Regions from separate parts of the Mus musculus genome. Here region 2 is linked to region 1. The links are chromatin contacts, called in public promoter capture Hi-C maps. All regions are on one chromosome and are shown on one strand. Each heading gives the region's core, a stretch centred on a gene start, on an enhancer-like site or on the middle of the called end of the contact. The rest is flanking DNA. Distances are from core to core; before and after follow the strand shown. Region 1 holds the start of Rac3 (Rac family small GTPase 3). Region 2 holds the start of Sectm1b (secreted and transmembrane 1B).

What was found. Capture Hi-C pulls out chosen DNA fragments and counts their contacts.
Region 2: a contact with region 1 is called in a promoter capture Hi-C map of liver, with 4 times the contacts expected there. The contact joins the promoter of Sectm1b here to the promoter of Rac3 in region 1. A contact is called at or near these places in 1 of 39 promoter capture datasets (embryonic stem cells), 1 of 15 datasets of contacts at CTCF or cohesin (embryonic stem cells), 9 of 484 Hi-C or Micro-C datasets (CD8 T cells, the G1E-ER4 cell line, the MNK3 cell line and 4 more), 3 of 115 datasets of contacts at active chromatin or transcription factors (embryonic stem cells, fibro-adipogenic progenitors and pancreatic cancer cells) and 2 of 9 other capture datasets (adipose tissue and liver).

What each region holds. Positions count from the first base shown.
Region 1 is chr11:120,720,168-120,722,867 of GRCm38.p6, forward strand. Rac3 (Rac family small GTPase 3) reads left to right here and starts at 1,301. Exons shown (of 6, transcript NM_133223.4): 1 at 1,301-1,474; 2 at 2,064-2,135; 3 at 2,342-2,459; 4 at 2,639-2,700. The coding sequence starts at 1,440. It overlaps Lrrc45 (leucine rich repeat containing 45), which reads left to right. Exons shown (of 18, transcript NM_153545.2): 17 at 19-166; 18 at 451-961. The coding sequence ends at 647.
Region 2 is chr11:121,062,149-121,064,917 of GRCm38.p6, forward strand. It overlaps Sectm1b (secreted and transmembrane 1B), which reads right to left and starts at 1,421. Exons shown (of 5, transcript NM_026907.3): 1 at 1,369-1,421; 2 at 1,048-1,155.

The sequences.
Region 1 (2,700 bases), core at 51-2,550:
TCCCCAACCCCATCCCAGGAGCTGATCAACAAAGACCAAGAAAAAGTGGCCGAAGTGGCCAGGGTCAGAGTAGAGCTGCAGGAACAGATGGGCCGTATGCAGGCTGACCTGGTGGCCCAGGAGGCGCTGAGAGAGAAGGTGGCAGCCCTGGAGCGTCAAATGAAAGGTTAGCACATGTCACCTGGGCAGCTGAGTTTGGCGGGGGTAAAAGTGGGGGAATTTCCTTTCTAAAGACCCAGCCCCCCCCCCCCCCCTTTTTGAGACAGGGTTTCTCTGTGTAGCCCTGGCTGCCCTATAACTCACTCTGTAGACCAGGCTGGCCTTCGAACTCAGATCTGCCTGCCTCTGCCTTCCAAGAGCTATTATTATTAAAGGTGTGCCGCACCACCTCATGGCTGCAGGAAGGCAAGACACCTACTACCCCCTCCTTATTGAGTCTCTCTCTTGCAGTGATCGGGAGTGAACACCGGGAGGCGCTGTTGGACAGAGAGAGTGAGAACGCATCTCTCCGAGAGAAGCTGCGGCTCAAAGAGGCAGAAATCTCCCGTATCCGGGACGAAGAGGCCCAGAGGGCAAGCTTCCTGCAAAACGCTGTCTTGGCTTACGTGCAGGGGTCCCCTCTGAGAGCCTTGAGTCCCCCTAAATGAAGGGAAGCGGGAGAACCGAAGCGCCCAGCGAGGGTAGAAATGCTGCATCCCATTCTCAAGGGCAGGCCCGGGGTCCAAAAAGCATCAGCTGCAGTTGCAGGGCAGGGTTCTGTCAACATCGGTGCTCAGCGGCACACCTGCCGGTCCAAGGGACTTCATCCACAGTTCACCGTTAGCATAGGCGCGATGAAGCATACAGGATCGCGCTCAGACAACCCGGTCCCAGAACCACAAACAGGACAGGACAGCGGTGGGAGGAAGCAGACTCCCCAATGGCAGGGTGGAAATACAGAACTTTTGTACTTGGTGATAAATTCTCGTCCAGTTCCTTTCTGCACCAGTTGCCCCAACCGCGAAAATGACTACTGGGTCACTCTGATTGCTCTCAGGCAACTAGGAAGGCCACCTCTGTAGTGGGTCGTAGACACGAGGGTTTCTCGGCTGCAGGGTGGGCTGGTGTCCCTGTTAAGCATCAGTCTCGGCCGCCCCGGCGCATCCATTTCTGTGGCGTCGCCAACCTGAGCTACACCGTGGCACGTCCTTGTTCCTGGGTGCGGACCCTCAGCCTGAGCCTTCGGGGTCCAAGGACTGGCTGGGGCTCCGCCCCCGCCGCAGCTCGCCCCTTGCCCCGCCCCGCCTGCGCGCACTCGGCTGTCTTCGCACCCGACACTCGGCGGTGCTCGGCTGTCTCCGGCCGCTCGCTCGGCGTTCGGGTCCGCGGCCGCTGCGGCGCCGGGCATTTCTCCGCAGCTCGGCTCGCGGCCGCGCCCGCCGCCGCCCGGCCCCGCGCCCATGCAGGCCATCAAGTGCGTGGTGGTTGGCGATGGGTGAGTGCGCTGTCCCGAGCCGCAGGGGCGGAGGGGCTGGTAGGCGGCTACGGGGTGCGGCTCGGCGGGGCGGGGCAGACAGACGCGCGGGGTCCAGGCGAGGCAGCTCTGCCGCGCCCCCACCACAGCTCGGCCGCGTGCGTCCAGGGACTGATGGGGTGGGGTCAAGCTGAAGCTATCCACTTCTTCCAGCCCGGGCACACCTGATGCTGCCCGGCCTCTGCCCGGTGCTCTCAGTGGGTGGGGCGGGGGCCTCACCTGTGCTGATTCCTGGGTGGCTCCACCCTCGCGCCAGCCACCCAAGGTGCTGGAGCTCTGACGCCCCTGTGCGTTGCGGCGTGCCCTATCCAGGGTTGTGAGCCCTTGCAGCCGCGCCCACTACTGTGCTCCCTCGTAGGCTAGCCTGCTCTGGTCGTTTTCTATTAGTCCCAGGTGGCCGCAGATTTACCGAGCTACGACCTATCCACCCCACCCCAGTCACCCAAAGTAACCTCTAGCTCTGTAGGAGCGTGCTGTCCTTGCCGGGGGTGGGGGAAGAAGGGGCGGAGGCTCGGTCCTTGATCCACGTGGGCTGAACCTCTTTCTACAGTGCCGTGGGGAAGACGTGCCTGCTGATCAGCTACACGACCAACGCCTTCCCAGGAGAATATATCCCCACAGTGTGAGTGCATGGGGATCGGGAGGTAGCCGGGGCTGGCCACTAGAGGCCAGGCACACGTGCATGGGACCTCCCAAGGTTCCAGGGCTGGTTCAAGTGACCCTGGTTCTGGGTTTCCGTGGTGAGGTGGGGTGCTGGCCAGAGTTTGGGTTCTGTCTGGGCACCAGTAGCCTGGCATCCCTGCCCAGCCTAGCCTTTCTACTTCGCAGTTTCGACAACTACTCAGCCAACGTGATGGTGGATGGGAAGCCAGTTAACCTGGGGCTGTGGGACACTGCTGGCCAGGAAGACTACGATAGGCTTCGGCCACTCTCCTATCCTCAAACAGTAGGCGGCAAGAGGGCCGACTCTGGGAGTGGGGTGGTTCCCAAAATGGAGTGGGGAGCTAGCCTTGGAACTAGCCTCGAACTCTGGGTGTAGGGTGGTTCCTGAATGGAATGGGGAGCTAGCCTTGTCTACCTGCAAGGACATCCTTTGGTCACTTCTGTCTGTCCCTCCCTCTGAAGGATGTCTTTCTGATCTGCTTCTCCCTGGTGAGCCCAGCCTCCTTTGAGAATGTCCGTGCCAA
Region 2 (2,769 bases), core at 171-2,670, 340 kb after region 1:
CCAGCTATAACAGGACCTCTTTACTTAAGTCAACAGAATGACCAGAAGTAGGCTGAATCTGTGTCCACCTTGCTTGCATCTGTGTTCTTTTGGCTCCAGCTCATGATCAGCTCTGCATATAAGTATGGCAGTTACTCAAGGAGCCTTTGTCTAACGCCCATGAACTCCTCATGGCTGAGGAGACAAAGAACGGGAGTCTCTGAAGCATCTGTTGGCTTTCGTAGTGTCATGTTCCAGATCCCCCCGAAATGCATGAAAAGTCTCTAGTCATTGTTCTTAGTTTGCAGTGATCCAGGGTGTCAGAATAACATTCTCACAGATCCCTTAACACAGTCACCCCAGCAGGAGGAGCCACCTTTTCGGAACCCCATTATCCCTCAACCAGGACTTATTGGCAGCACCCTATCAGAACTGAGATAGTGATCAACCAGACTACGCTGTGACCAGGACTTCTTAACGATGTAGACCCTTCCCACTCCTCTATTTAAGCCCAAAGCTCATGTTAGTACCTTAAAGATGGGTTGACAGACTTTGTTGCCATTCTTGCCCAAGGACTGTGTGGGTTAAGTCCCTTCCCTGTATTTTTATTTGATTCCTTAGGGGAGATCTCTGTTTCAGGACTCAGCTGGCACAGCCAACATGGTATGTCACCTTTCTGACACTCCCTTCCCAATGCCTTTGCTGGATCTCCTGATGGAAATGATGCCATGACCTATGTCCACCAGTTATGAGTGCTGAGCCCCAAAGGAGATAGAAGCAGATCTGACCCCATCCCATGCAACACAATGGCCTTCAGCTCAGCTGGGAGTTGCATGCATGGAGCCTCAAGGATTTTGCAGAAGAAAGTCACAAGAAGAACCTTCAACCCCACAGCCAGACGTTGGCTTCTACTTATGTTAAGATGAGACCCAAACAACAGGACCCACACAGGTCACTGACTGAGCATAACATAGAGTCTTGATTCTCTGAGTGACCAGCCTCAGAAATTCACCCGTGTCAACTGCAGCTCACCTGTGTGCACCAAATCCCTCCCCCTGGCTTACGTACTCATGATCAGATGACAAGAAAGAATGCTCTGTTCTCTTCTTCCCATTCAGTTCACACCGAAGAACCCAGCTGCTGCACCTGCTCCTCCTGGAGCTTGGTGGGAGGCACCTGGAGAGACACAGATCCACTCTGCTCCTGATGTCCAGGGTGCCTGGACACTCCTCAGCCTCACCTTTACTCTGGACAAATCACTGAGACACAGGCATCCAATAAACAGAGGGTCCCAGAGAGGCTGCAGCCAGGGACACCCTGCCTGAGGGTCTCACCCCACATGCTTTAGAGCCCCAACACTCTGGGTGCCACCTCCCCTCCAGTTCTCACCTGCATGTGTGCTCCAGCTTCTTACCTGCTTCTCTGGCAATGAACTCTGGTGTAGCCCTTGCTGAGCTCATCCTGACCTGAGGGCGTGTCAGGGAGGAGGCGGTCCAAGTACCACCCGTTCTCATACCCAAGGGACTGCATTAATCCAGGAAGAAAACAAACTTCGGGAAAGAGTGTCATTTGCAGGAACTACCCTGAGTCCACACAACAGTGATGAGTTTCTGAGTGACTCCTTCATTAAAACATTTTAATTGAAAGCGGCTTTTAGCTACTTGCCTTAGGAGCACGGGAAGAAAGTCTAGGCTTTTCCTAGGCTAGTCATGGCTGCGGTCAGTGTTTGATTCAGGGCTCAGGGACTGCTCATTTAGGGGGACTTGTCTCCCTGCATGGGACATCACAGGCAAGAAGACTCTGGGCAACCACACAGGGAAAGGCAGGAGCCTAGTGCCCACACTGGACACAGTGCATGGGCTCCACATTCACAGGGTTCCCAGATATCCCTAGTGCCAACGTTAGAGAGAGGATCAGATAACCATGATCCCATGATTGTAGTATCCCTCCGGCAAGGCTTAGGCTACCAGACCGGAGGTAGGGGTCCTTGGGATGGTGGGGCAAGGATGTCCTGTGGTAAGGAATCTTGAAGGGCAGCTAAAGGTTCCGTGTCTCACCCCAAACATTAAAACACCTTTGTTGTCTCAGTGAAAACTCACCGTGAAAGTGAAACTAGGTGATTTGTTTTGAAACCACAAGGCAGGGACAACAACATTACAAGTCTTTCCCAGTGACAGTTCCAACTCTGAGGTCAGTGTCTACAGGTGATGATGCAGCTTAGCCTTCTGGAGAGTCTGTGTGCAAAAATCCCACCCCGGTGTGTACACGGTCTCAGTGTGTATACAGTCCTGCTGTGGTCTCACTGGCAGACACAGCTGCTTGTGTCCTAGCTCCACTAGGAGTCACCTTCTGCACATTCTCTGATCAGAAGTTGTGACATCTCCTGTCTCACCCACAGAGTTTTCAGAGATTTATGCTCCAAGGTCACTCTCAATTTCCTCAGCAGGATCTGCTGAGAATTTAGGAGTGCTGGGTATCTATTTCCTGTTGTCCTCTGTCCTCTGTGGCTTAATCCTATTTTTAATTTCTCTCTCTCTCTTTCTCTCCCTCTCTCCCCCCTCTCTCTCTCTTCCCCCTCTCTCCCCCTCCCTCCTTCTTCCCCTCCCTCCCATCTTCTCCCCTCCCCTTTGTGTGTGTGTGTCCTACCTTAGGCACTATTCACAGTTTTGAAGCAGGGTCTTTTGTTGGCCTGGCTTTCACCAGGTATGCCAGTGAGTCTGAGAGAGCGGTACCTCCTCAGTGCTGGAATTATAACTGTGCACATCATACTCAGCTTTTAATTTTTTTTTT